Linked DNA regions of Callithrix jacchus: region 1 is linked to region 2. Evidence: chromatin contacts called from public Hi-C data. All regions are on one chromosome and are shown on one strand. Each heading gives the region's core, a stretch centred on a gene start, on an enhancer-like site or on the middle of the called end of the contact. The rest is flanking DNA. Distances are from core to core; before and after follow the strand shown. Region 1 overlaps CIPC (CLOCK interacting pacemaker). Region 2 holds the start of CIPC (CLOCK interacting pacemaker).

Region 1 (6,599 bases), core at 3,169-5,668, 37 kb before region 2:
TCCGTTTCCCCTGAGAGGGCCTTGACTCCAGGAGCGGCAGCAGGAGGGAGGGAGAGGAGGCTGCCGCTGCTACAGCCTTGTGCCACATGGGGGCAGCAAGCCCCTCTGAAATGTGGGCCTGCCTCTCCCACCGCGCCTTCTGGCCAGGGCAATGCCCAGAAAGAAATCCATACCCATCTGGGCCCAGGTAGGGAGGCGCTACCCAGAGGGGTCCCATGGTCCTTGGCAGCCAGAGTGGCTGGCTGTTACGAGAGGTCCTGGGAAGACAGGGTGCCCCAGAGTGGGGCTGGGTCTGCTAAAAAGGGAGTTGGAGAATCAGAAGGGCAGGAAGGAGGTGTGAGGGTCCTCCAGGAACCTGCAAGGCTCCAGGTGCTGTGAGAGGTGGCCTTGGGAAATTGGCCAGCTGAACCTGGTCTGGGACAACCCAGAAGAGAGAATTAAGTGGGAGTCAGTGTAGCACAGTGGCTCGGCACACAGGCTCTAGGGGCTGGCTCTGGCGCTTACCAGTGGTGTGGCCTGGGTCAAGTTACGTAACCTCTCTGAGCCTCCATTTCCTCACCTGTAAATAATAGTGGTACCCACCTCATAGAGTTTCTGAAAGCTAAGTAAGGTAAGTAATATACATACAGCATGTGGCACACTGCCCAGTCCACAGCAGCTTAGCTATTTGTATTATCACCAGGTAAGTTGGCCTGGAGAGCTGGGAGACAGCTGTGTATAGAAAATGAATGTGCTGACCATGCTCATGTCTGGGAGTTCAAGCCTATTAATCCTAGCACCTTGGGAGTCGAGAGGATTGCTTGAGGCCAAGAGTTCGAGATCAGCCTGGGCAACATGGTGAGAGAGCCCCATCTTTACAAAAAATACAAAAGTTAGCCAGGCATGGTAGTGTGTACCTGTGGTCCCAGCTACATGGGAGTCTGAGGCAAGACGATTGCTTCAGCAGGGGAGGTCAAGGCTGTAGTGAGCCATGATCACACTACTGCACTCTAGAATGAGTGACAGAGGAAAACCCTGTCTTTTAAAAAATAAAAATAAAAAGGCTGAGCGCAGTGGCTCACGCCTGTAATCCTAGCACTTTGGGAGGCTGAGGTGTACAGATCATGAGGTCAGGAGTTTTAGACCAGCCTGGACAACATGGTGTAACCCCGTCTCTACTAAAAATAAAAAAATTAGCTGGGTGTGGTGGTGCATACCTATAGTCCCAGCTACTCCAGAGGCTGAGGCAGGAGAATCACTTGAACCGGGAAGGCGGAGGTTGCCGTGAGCCGAGATCACGCCACTGCACTCCAGCCTGGACAACAGAGCAAGACTCTGTCTCAAAAAAAAAAAAAAGAAAATTCATGTGTTTGCCCAAGTTCACAACTGTGGCTGGGTATTCTTTGCAGGGCCAGATTGGGGTATGCATGGCTGGGGATCTGGAGAGGAAGGAACTGGGAGGTTGGGGTCAAAGGGCAATCCTAATAAAGAATAAGGGATGGGGCCTCTAGGCTTCACTGCTTTGAAACCAGGTAAAGACTCCAGTCGCCTTCCTGGTTAAGGAACATGTTGTGTTTGTTCGCACCAAGCCTCTTTCCTCCAGGCTGCCCTTGAAGCAGTCCCACTCCTCCTGGGGTGCAGAGCAGGCAGGGGCTGCAGTGATACCTGCAGGGGAAGCAGAAGAGGGCTGGCATGGAGGAGAAGGGGGCTCAGTGGCCTTGAGCAGCTAAAGCCTGACGGTCGACCTGGTCCACGCTGCAGGGAAGCAGGTGCCCCAGCTGGCCTCCTTGCCATGTGCACGGGCAGCCTGGGCCCCGGACCAGGCCTCCCACTGCCTGCTAATGAGGCAAGGCTTCTCCAAGGGCAGAGGGGGCTATGCTCCTGGCAGGTGGGCTAGTGGGTGGGTGAGCAAGGGTGAGAGTGTGTCTGCCTATGTTCTTTTAAATTCTCCAGAAGGATCACCAAGGAGTCTCCATTATAATCAGTCTTGAGCCCTGTACGATTTTCTCACACAATTTAATCTACTCCCTGGATGGCCTCCAGTGTGTGAGCCACTGACAATTGCAGGTCTTTGCAATCGATTTCCTGGAAGCAGCGGCCCAGCCAGCAGCCACATGATGGATGTATGCTCGGCAACCTGGTTCAGCAGAGGCTGAGGGGGCTTAGGAACCCTAGGCTGTCCTCCCACACCATGGCAGGGTCCCTGAAATGTAGGACGCATGCCCCGCCAGCTCCATCCTGAAGCATCAATGCCTGGAGAACCATGCACACATGTGCACAAAGAGACGGGTGAGCATGCTCGGTGCAGAATTGTTTGCATGGCAGAAACTGGAGCCGCCTTATCTGTTCATCTGGCAGAGCTGCCGCATTCTGGGTGTGGATGGCATCCCCTGGAATTGTGCAGAGGCACCATTTACCGTGAAAATCTTTTGACCCATGCCCCCTAGAGCTGGGACCCTGAGTGGGAGAAGCGTGGTTGAATCAACCATGTTACAGCCACTTATGGAATATTAGGTAGAGGTTAAAAAAAAAATGAATGAGGATCACCAGGTGTCGTGGTGCACACCTGTAGTCCCAGCTACTCATGAGGCTGAGGCAGGAGGACTGCATGAGCCCAGGAGGTTGAGGTTGCAGTGAGCTATGATTGCACTAGTGCACTCCAGCCTGGGCAACAGAGTGAGACCACATCTCTAGAAAAAGAAAAAAAAAAAAAAAAAAAAGAGGATGTTCTATATTTGTTGACATGAGAAAATGTCCAGGATATACAGTTGTGGGGAAAGTTGCAAAGCAGTGTGGTCAGCACGATCCTCTTCATGTAAAATCAAAGCGAGACAAAGATCTTGACATCGTCCCCCTGGGTATGTGCATGTATTATGCATGTAAATGCCCAGAAATAGTCTGGGATGATACAGAGCAAACTGCTCATATAGGTTATTGCTGGGGAAAGCAGAGATACTAGACACAAAAGAAACCTTTCATTTTTCTTTTTCTTTTTTTTTTTTTGAAACTGAGTCTTGCTCTGTTGCCCAGGCTGGAGTGCAGTGGCATGATCTCAGCCCACTCCACCCTTCACCTCCCTGTTCAAGCGATTCTCCCGCCTCTGCCTCCTGAGTAGCTGGGACTACAGGTATGCACCACCACACCCAGGTAATTTTTGTATTTTTAGTAGAGATGGGGTCTCACCATATTGGCCAGGCTGGTCTCAAACTCCTGACCTCAAGTGATCCACCTGCCTCGGCCTCCTAAAGTGCTGAGATTACAAGCGTGAGCCACCACACACAGCTCACTTTTCTTCTCTCTTTACCTCTGTGCTCACCTTTTTTTCCCTAGGCAGGGAAAAATAATGTGTAAAAATAAAAAAAGAAAAAGAAACTTCCCTCCTTTCTTCTTTGCTTGTTGCCTGACTCCCTCATCCATCAGGGCCCTCCCCAAATTCCCATTTTTTAATCATCTCCTGCAGAGAGCAGCTCCCTCCAAAGTTCCTTCCCATTTACTCTCCAAGAAGGAGCCCCAGGCAGGAGAGCTGGGCATTGCCTGGACCCACATCAAAAGGTCCCTGCTGCACTGGAAGGCCCAAAGCATCCTATGCACATCCTGGCCTTGTGATCTGAGTGTGGGACTTTGGTGGCCAGGTCATCCAGGGGACACTATACAGGGAGCCTTGGGGTGAGAAGCCCCTCATGTGGGTCGGCAGCAGGGGAAGGAGCCCAAAAGCTGAGGGGGAAGAAGGGGTGTAGCTACATTAAATAAAGCTCCTTCTTCTTGCACCCACCAGCTTGCTGGCAGGATGCTACCTCTAGCATCCCAGGGAGCCAGAAAGGGGCAAGCATGGCTCTGCCTCCTGCCTGTGCACCTGGTGCAGACTCCACTGTGGTGTGGGGTCTCCAGCAGTGAGGACTAGGCTATATCCACCACTCTGGCCTGTGAATCCTAAAGGAGCCAGGGCACGACAGTCCACAGTGCCAACCTAGGGTCCTCTAACTCTCTATCTGGCCTGGCCCTGCCTCCCTTGTCCTGCCAGGCCTAGGGCAACAGCTATGACCCTCTAGGACTCTGCTCTGTGGAAGGAGCCCTTCTATTCTAGAGATTGTGTGGCTGCCAAGCCTACCAAGGGTCCAGCCTCCACTGCCCGGGGATCCTTTACTTCTTTCTTGTTCTAGAAGGAAGAATGGGGGCCGGGGGCATGATCATGGACAATACATCTCTTCTGTGCGAGGAGCCCTGTTGGTTTCCTGATACTTCAGCCTATTCACATCCCTTGACCGCCCTATAGATGAGGCTCACAGACTTGGGAGTGACAGGTGTGACCTGGCCACACAGCTGGAAGATATGGAGCTGAGACCCGTACCCAGGTCCTTCCACACCCAGGGCCGCTCATTCCTACGATGCCTCAGTGCAGCCTTGCTGCTCCGCAGGGTTCAGAGAGGATGCTTACCCTTTACTGCTGATGAGCAGAGAACCTAGCCACGGAAGGAAGTCCAAAGAGGGACAAGCTCCCAGGGCTCCTGGGGGCTCCCCAGCCCTCCCTGACCACTACTCTGCAGGGGCCCCTCCAGGGATCTTCTTGCTTCCCAGTCCTCTGTATGCTTCCCTGACACCTCCAGTTATGGAGCTCAGACCCTGCTTGCTGGAGTCAGGTCAGCCAGGCCTTGACCCCATCCCTCCCCTCCCCTCCTCATGGATTCACTGCCCTTTTTTGCTGGCATCACTCTGTCCCAGCCAGATCAGGAGGACCCCTTCTTCCAAGCTCTTAGCCCTTCCTGCCAACATCGTTTAGTCAAGATTGGGTTTCCTATGACAGCGAGTCAGCGAAATCTGATGGTTAACATGGCTCCCATCCCAGCTCTGTCATCACTAGCCATGTGACCTTGAGAATGTCTCGGAACATCTGTCTCCCAGTTTCTTCATCTATAAAATGGGGATGCTAATAGTGATGATTGCTAGGGCTGTTGCACGCATCATACACACGATCAGAACAGCTCCCTGCTGTGGTTCGTGCTCTGTACGTCTTTACTGTTATTGTTCTTTTTCTTCCTCCGAGCTCCTTCCACAGGATGGGTTCTTCTGCAGATCCACGGCTGGGAGGAAATTAGAGTGGGCTGGATGGAAACCAGGCCGTGGGCCTGATGAAACTGCCATATGGTGCTTTGCTCAGAGCTGTATACAGGAAGAAGTTCACATGCCAGTTGGGTGGTGGAGACTGGGGAGGAAAGTAACAGGGACAGGGCTTTGCAAATGCTCTGTTTTTTGCTCCCTACCTTTCCCTAAAGCCTATGGCCTCCAATCCCCATTGTCCCCTTTTTCTTCAGGTCTCTGGGTCTCTGATCATCTTGTGAAAAACATTATGGAGAGGCGGGATGGCTGGAAAGAGGAAGAAGTGAGATGGATAAGCACGCTGTCTAGTGGCTGTGCCCTGCGTGTGCTCAGCTACCAGCAAGTTCTACTGTGGTGTTCAATAGTAACTGTGGGCAAAGCCAATGTTGAGTCTCTCAAGCCAATTATGGTTTCTCTTGATTTCTTTCTCACTACAAGAGACCCTTAAAAAGGAAGTCATTCTTGGAGGGAGGTGGCTCACGCCTGTAATCCCAGCACTTTGGGAGGCCGAGGTGGGCAGATCACAAAGTCAGGAGATCGAGACCATCCTGGCCAACATGGTGAAACCCCGTCTCTACTAAAATACAAAAAATTAGCTGGGTGTGGTGGCTCATGCATGCCTGTAATCCCAGTTACTCGAGAGGCTGTGGCAGGGGAATCGCTTGAACCCAGGCGGAGGAGGTTGCAGTGAGCCGAGATTGCGCCACTGTACTCCAGCTTGGTGACAGAGCAAGACTCCACTTCAAAAATAAATAAATAAAAGGAAGTCATTCTTGATACAAAGCACTGGGAGCCCTCATAGTTGGCCCTAAAACAACCAACAGCCCCTTATCTGGCACATGTGTATTCCTTTGTCTTCCCTGCTGTGTTGCCCCTGAGAATACCACATCTGTCCTGTTCGCCCCTGAGTCCTGATGCACCGAGCCTGAACTAACAGTCAATCCGTATTTGTAGACAGGATGATGGAGGAGGGATCTGCAAACTTGGGAGCTTTACGAGGGAGCTAACACCCTTGAGAGGGCCTCATACAATGTCTAGCACATGGTAGGTACCCCATAAATGCCTCTCGACTCTGAGTCTGGGGGGGCTGTTTGGTTGTCACCCATTTTGATGTGTTTCTGGGCTAACACCTCCAGCAAGCAGGTATGGCCACACCCAGCCTGTCCAGGCTCAGCTAAGGAACCAGCAGCCAGTCCTTCCTGTGCAACAAGCCTAGCTCCAGCAACTCACACTGACGACCCCCAGCCAGCTCTCTCCGCAGTGATACGTGCCTTCTGCCACGCAGGGCCTTTGAGGCACTGTGTCTGTTTCAGGGTTGCCTCCTGAGTAGGGTAGAAGCTACCTCTACCAACCCTCTACTCAGCAGAAAATGTCCCTTGCTAGCACTGATCTAAGGGGAAACTGGCCCCACAGGCCCCTTGACAGGCTTCTTGAGGATAAGGAGGAGTTTCCCTCCTGGGTTCCTTTCTCGGCATTGAGGACTAAGGCACTTTCCCAGCAAAGGAATTCATTGTCTGACTAGTGCT
Region 2 (6,246 bases), core at 871-3,370:
CAAAAAAACAAAAGAAAGAAAAAAAAAACTGCGGCTGTGTTTTACAAAAAGATACAAAGTTATCAGTATTATTAAAAACTGCCCCCGCCTTTTAAAAATCAAACGCTAGAAAAACCTCACCTGTTTGGCCTCTCCTGCACCTACCCCTCCCTGCCCTCAACTGCAGCTGTGCGCAGCCAGTTGACTGCTTTCCTTAAAGGCCTCGGGGTGCTCGTATCTTCTTTAGACGTTCAGCCAAAATTTTTAGAGTGCGGCTGGGGGGAAGGGTAGCGCACCCAGAATTAATTTAGCTCCATCGTTGAAGCCTGGGTTCCTACCCAAGGCACAAAAACAAATAGAAAAGGCAGCTTCTGGAAGATTAGAAAACAGCTAAGTTTGCAGGTGCTTCGGCATCAGTGGTGGCGTTGAATGTAACATCCATGCCAGGTGGGATAAGGTTTGATCGCAGATGAAATGGTTAATACCTTATACGAAATTCACGACGAAAAATCCCGAAACAGGGCATTTAAATTCACTGCCAGGGCTTGGGGGTGGGGAGCAGGGATCGGAAGCGACGCTACTGGTTCTTAAATGCGTTTTTACTTGGGAATGCCGGGCAGGGAAAGGAAAGGTCATCATCTGTTTAATTTCCACCCCCAGCTCTGGACTTCCAGCATTAGCTCGCCGGGCCTCAGCTGTTGTACACACACGGCGAGGGGGAGGGGAGGGCGGAGGCGCGGAGGAGGGGCCGGCTGGGAGGAATCTGGGCGTCCTGCCGCGCATGCGCCTTTCCCGAGCAACAAGTGGGCTCCACAGAGGAAGTGTAAAGGGGGGGAGAACTGGTGCAGAGCATGGCGGTGACGTCAGCGCTCCGCCCGGGCGGCATCCCGCGCGGCCAAGCCGGGGACAGCGCGAGCCGCAGCCGGAGCAGGAGCGCCGAGACGCGCCTCCGGAACGTAGAGTAACAATCACAACCCCACATTCCGGGCGAGCGCGAGCACGAGCGGGAAGGGATGCGACCCGGGCCGAGGCGCCGCGCGAGCGCCCTGCAGCCAACGTGAGCGCCGCCAGCCGCGGCGGCCCGGGCGCCGGCCAGGCCTGGGGGCGGCGGGAGCCTGCGTGCGTGCCCTCCTCTCCTCTGCTTTCGTGCGTCCTGGAAGCAGTGGCCGCGGCGGCTCCCTCCTGGGTGCAAACCCAGCCGTTGCCAGCGGAACGGCCGACGCCACGGAGGGGAGAAGGTCCTTTCTCGGCTACCACCCCCTCCCCCGGCCCTCCGGGGAAGCAGCGGCTTCAGCAAGATTGGACCCGGGCAGCGGGTGGCACTGAACTCTCTAGCCCTCGCCCCAGGGGGCCCGTCGGGGAGAGGACGCAGCTCGTAGGGGGGCCCCCGGGGAAAGGAAGAGACATCCCCTTTCGAGCTTCCACGCACCCGCCACTCCGGGGAGGGGGCCAAGAGGCAACGGCGGCCAGCACCGGGCACCCTCGCCCCCTCCCCTCGGGCCCGGAGCTTCCAGCCCAAGTCCGCGGCACCAGGAAGAAGGCTCCTGAGCTCCCCTCGCGACGAGACATCCGCAGTAGGAGGTGGGGGCGAAGAGCGGGCTGAACCCGTCCTCCGCCCGGTCAGTGGAGCCCCACGGCGAGGCGCTGCGCCGGCGGTGGAGACTCGCGCGCCCTCCAGCCCCTGGGGCAGAACTTTCTCGCCCCCCTCCTCCCTCCCCCGCAGTCGGACTCCCTCCCCAGCCGGCCAGTCCTCCCGGAGGAGAAGGCGCCGCAGAGACAGCCCGGGCGGGGGCCTACCTTCCCCAGGGCAGGCATCATGTCGGCGGCGCAGGTGTCCTCGTCCCGGAGACAATCTTGTTACCTGTGCGACCTGCCCCGCATGCCCTGGGCCATGATCTGGGACTTCTCGGAACCCGTATGCCGCGGTTGCGTCAACTACGAGGGCGCCGATCGCATCGAGTTCGTGATCGAGACCGCGCGCCAGCTGAAGCGGGCGCACGGCTGCTTCCAGGACGGCCGCTCCCCCGGGCCGCCGCCGCCCGTCGGGGTCAAGACGGTGGCCCTGTCGGCTAAGGAAGCGGCCGCGGCAGCGGCGGCAGCGGCGGCGGCCGCCGCGCAGCAGCAGCAGCAACAACAACAGCAGCAGCAACAGCAGCAGCAACAGCAGCAGCTCAACCACGTAGATGGTCCCAGCAAACCTGCGGTGCTGGCGGCCCCGTCTGGCCTAGAGCGCTATGGCCTGAGCGCGGCCGCAGCCGCCGCCGCCGCCGCCGCCGCCGCCGTGGAACAGCGCAGCCGCTTCGAGTACCCGCCACCGCCGGTGAGCCTGGGAAGCAGCAGCCACGCCGCGCGGCTGCCCAACGGCCTGGGGGGCCCAAACGGCTTCCCCAAACCAGCACCGGAGGAGGGACCCCCAGAGCTGAATCGCCAGAGCCCCAACTCTTCTTCAGCGGCGGCATCGGTGGCGTCCCGGCGTGGGACGCACGGTGGGCTGGTGACGGGGCTGCCCAATCCGGGGGGTGGCGGAGGTCCCCAGCTCACCGTGCCCCCCAACCTGCTACCGCAGACACTGCTTAACGGCCCGGCCAGCGCCGCGGTCCTCCCCCCACCCCCGCCTCATGCGCTAGGCAGCCGTGGGCCCCCGACGCCTGCTCCCCCAGGGGCTCCCGGGGGCCCCGCTTGTCTCGGGGGTAACCCGGGTGTATCGGCCACGTCGTCCGCGTCGTCTTCGACCTCTTCGTCGGTGGCGGAGGTGGGCGTGGGTGCTGGTGGCAAAAGGCCCGGCTCGGTATCGAGCATGGACCAGGAGCGCGAGTTGAAGGAGAAGCAGCGCAACGCCGAGGCCCTGGCCGAGTTGAGCGAGAGCCTGCGCAACCGCGCCGAGGAGTGGGCCAACAAGCCCAAGATGGTCCGAGACACGCTGCTCACGCTGGCGGGCTGTACGCCCTACGAGGTTCGCTTCAAGAAGGACCACTCGCTGCTGGGCCGCGTTTTCGCCTTCGACGCCGTCTCCAAGCCCGGCATGGACTACGAATTGAAGCTGTTCATTGAGTACCCCACGGGCTCGGGCAACGTGTACTCCAGTGCGTCTGGTGTGGCCAAGCAGATGTACCAGGACTGCATGAAGGACTTCGGCCGGGGCCTGTCCTCGGGTTTCAAGTACCTGGAGTACGAAAAGAAGCACGGCTCCGGGGACTGGCGCCTGCTTGGGGACCTGCTGCCCGAGGCCGTGCGCTTCTTCAAGGAGGGCGTGCCTGGCGCCGACATGCTGCCCCAGCCCTACCTGGACGCTAGCTGCCCCATGCTACCCACAGCACTGGTGAGTCTGAGCCGCGCCCCTAGCGCACCCCCGGGTACCGGGGCCCTGCCGTCCACCGCGACCTCGGGCCGGGGCGCAGCCGCCAGCCTGCGCAAGAGGAAGGCCTCTCCCGAGCCCCCGGACCCAGCCGAGGGCGCGCTGAAGCTGGGTGAGGAGCAGCAGAGGCAGCAGTGGATGGCGAACCAGAGCGAGGCGCTGAAGCTCACCATGTCCGCCGGGGGCTTCGCGGCGCCGGGGCACGCGACAGGGGGTCCGCCTCCGCCGCCCCCACCTCTGGGACCCCATTCCAACCGGACCACCCCACCTGAGTCAGCCCCCCAGAACGGTCCATCCCCCATGGCTGCCCTCATGTCGGTGGCAGATACTCTGGGCACTGCGCACTCGCCCAAGGATGGCAGTTCCGTGCACTCTACCACTGCGTCCGCGCGGCGCAACAGCAGCAGCCCAGTCTCGCCGGCCTCCGTGCCGGGCCAGCGCCGCTTGGCATCACGTAACGGGGACCTGAATTTACAGGTGGCGCCCCCGCCGCCTAGCGCCCATCCGGGCATGGACCAAGTGCATCCCCAGAACATTCCGGATTCCCCCATGGCCAACAGCGGACCCCTCTGCTGCACCATTTGCCACGAACGTTTGGAGGACACGCATTTCGTTCAGTGCCCATCCGTCCCCAGCCACAAATTTTGCTTCCCTTGCTCTAGAGAGAGTATCAAGGCCCAGGGGGCCACCGGCGAGGTGTATTGCCCCAGCGGAGAGAAATGCCCCCTAGTCGGGTCGAATGTACCTTGGGCCTTCATGCAAGGCGAAATCGCGACTATCTTAGCTGGGGATGTTAAAGTGAAAAAGGAGAGAGACCCTTGAACCACCGGGCAGCCACCTCCTTTGCCCCAGACCAGCTCCTCTCCAATCCTGAGGGCCCCACCCCCACCCACCTCGACCTTCCCTTCCCTCACCCCCAAGATGTAGAATTGTGAATATAACAAAACTGCAAAAAGTTAGTCTTATGTATAGACATTATTTTCGTCGTATGTTTCTATATTTTGAAACAAAGGTATGTAACTTCTTCATTTGAAGGATAAGCTGGTTTGTGTTAAGCAGTATCATATTGGTTGGGTCGTTTGCATCATATTCGTTAGCATTTATTTGGTGGCAGAATGTTTGCCTAGGTACAGAATTAATAGCCCTTAGCAACGACTGCTGCTGGTGTGTATTTTTGTAAATGTTATGCACTCTCTGAAAGGAGAAACAGACACAAGAAAAAGACTTTTTTTTTTTTTTTTTTTTTTGCCAAGGCCAGTGTTGCTGCCTAAAAAAAAAAAAAAAAAAAAAAAAAAAAATGATGCTATAAAATGGTGAAAGCTTCCTTCTAAACTGCCCCAAGTGTTGAAGTCTTCACTTTATTTTGTTCTGTTTTTGTTTCGTTTTTCTGTTTTGTTTGCAAAATGGTAAGGGGGGTGTGGGGGGGACGGGGTGTTTTTTGTTGCAAGTTTGTGAGGGGAAAATGCTTTGGTTTGTTTCTACTGACCTGAATGTGTTGGATCTACACGTGTTGTTTTGTTTTTGCTTTCTTGATGCACGGATGCTTTTGAACAGTAGAGCGAAATGCTAGACATGGAGAATCTGCTCTGTTTGTCCTTTATACATTTCTGTAGTTAACAGAACACTGTAATGTGCCTTGGAGCTTAGTAACTTGTAATAAATTCAATTGATATTAATTCTGCGCCGAGTCAGCAAGTTTGTCTTTCTAGGGCTAAGGCCACACAACTCCGACGTAAGGGACACCCTCCCTACCTCCAATACAGAACGAAAATCCTAGTGCCTTTGAAAGCCCTGGGAGCTGGCCTGTGGGAAAGGCCCTGAGCTGCCTGGCTGCCCCTCCCCCTCAGTACCAGGCTATTTACATTCACCTCTTGGGGAGGCGACAGTTGCTGACTAAGCAATTTCGGTTTACTCTTCAGCATCTCTATTTTCCCCCGGATGCGGGCCCAGCTGCAAATGGCATTGTCAGGAATGCTTTTTGGTGCCTCGCCCTGTGGCCGTGAATATAGGCTGACATTCAATGCAGCTGGTGACTTGACGAGTGGGGGAAAAGTGTAGGGAAAAAGCTAGGTGCTTTGCCTCTCAGAGATGACAGACTTCAGTCTTTGCATATTTAAAACAAAAGTGTCACAGAGCTGGGAGCATACACTTAGCCTGGAGAGTCAGCAGTAGCTTCAGGCTGGTGTCTTGGAAAAGCAGTTTTCACCTCATTCATGACGTTGTTTTCTTTCCTCTAAAAATTTTCTAAAGACAGAAGATGTAAGAGTTAATCAGAGGGTTTCCGACGATGAGGAAGATGGGGGAAACCCCAAATCCAGTTCCTGAAGTAAAGGTTTACTTCCGACACCAAATAAAAATCCATTCGTGCTGGTGAAGCAATGCAGTTATTCATCTAGTCAGCTTTTGTCGGCGTTTGTGAGGTGCAGAGGGGTGGGGAAGGGGACAGAAGACTAATGCCCTTTAGAGCAGAGCCCCATGGGCTGAGAGCAGCCTGGAGTCCTTCCAGAGGTAGGGGAAGGCAAACAAACCTGATCTGAACCTTGTACTTTCCTGGGAGGCAAATAGAAGAGCAGAAAACAGGAGGGAGGAAACAAAACAGAACCCGGTGATCCAGTCACATTGATTCCTGGCCACACCTCATTCCTGGGCGGGGTCCTGGCCCCGATGGTGTCCTCCGAGGGTGAAGGACTGACTATAAGAAACTTGGAGCCTCCACTCCACTCCCATCAAAGGAGTGGGAGGACTGCGAGGTGGGGATGGGTGCAGGCACGTTTGGGGAGAAACAAACCACTGGTTCGCCCAGAACTCCTGTGTGGAGGTTGGGCTGGTGTCGGGACTTGTTAATAACACCCTTTTAGTTTCTGTTCCTGCTTTGCCACTGCCATCACTGAAGTGGTAGAAACCAGGACTGT

Evidence for each region. A called contact is a pair of places that touch in the nucleus more often than the background predicts.
Region 1: a Hi-C map of skeletal muscle shows a contact between it and region 2, with 3 times the contacts expected there. The contact joins the enhancer-like site here to the promoter of CIPC in region 2. A contact is called at or near these places in 2 of 3 Hi-C or Micro-C datasets (both in skeletal muscle).

What each region holds. Positions count from the first base shown.
Region 1 is chr8:111,992,605-111,999,203 of calJac240_pri, reverse strand. All of the region lies in intron 1 of CIPC (CLOCK interacting pacemaker), which reads right to left. Among named protein-coding and RNA genes, the nearest start is that of IRF2BPL, 37 kb to the right of the region's middle. Within about 2 kb of position 4,418, at least 6 of the 16 cell types and tissues checked have an H3K27ac peak or open chromatin away from gene starts, as enhancers often do. A contact at or near this core is called in skeletal muscle, where this site is marked.
Region 2 is chr8:111,953,347-111,959,592 of calJac240_pri, reverse strand. It overlaps CIPC (CLOCK interacting pacemaker), which reads right to left and starts at 2,120. Exons shown (of 4, transcript XM_035261140.3): 1 at 1,777-2,120. IRF2BPL (interferon regulatory factor 2 binding protein like) reads left to right here and starts at 882. Exons shown (of 1, transcript XM_009006378.4): 1 at 882-5,010. The coding sequence starts at 1,796. The coding sequence ends at 4,156.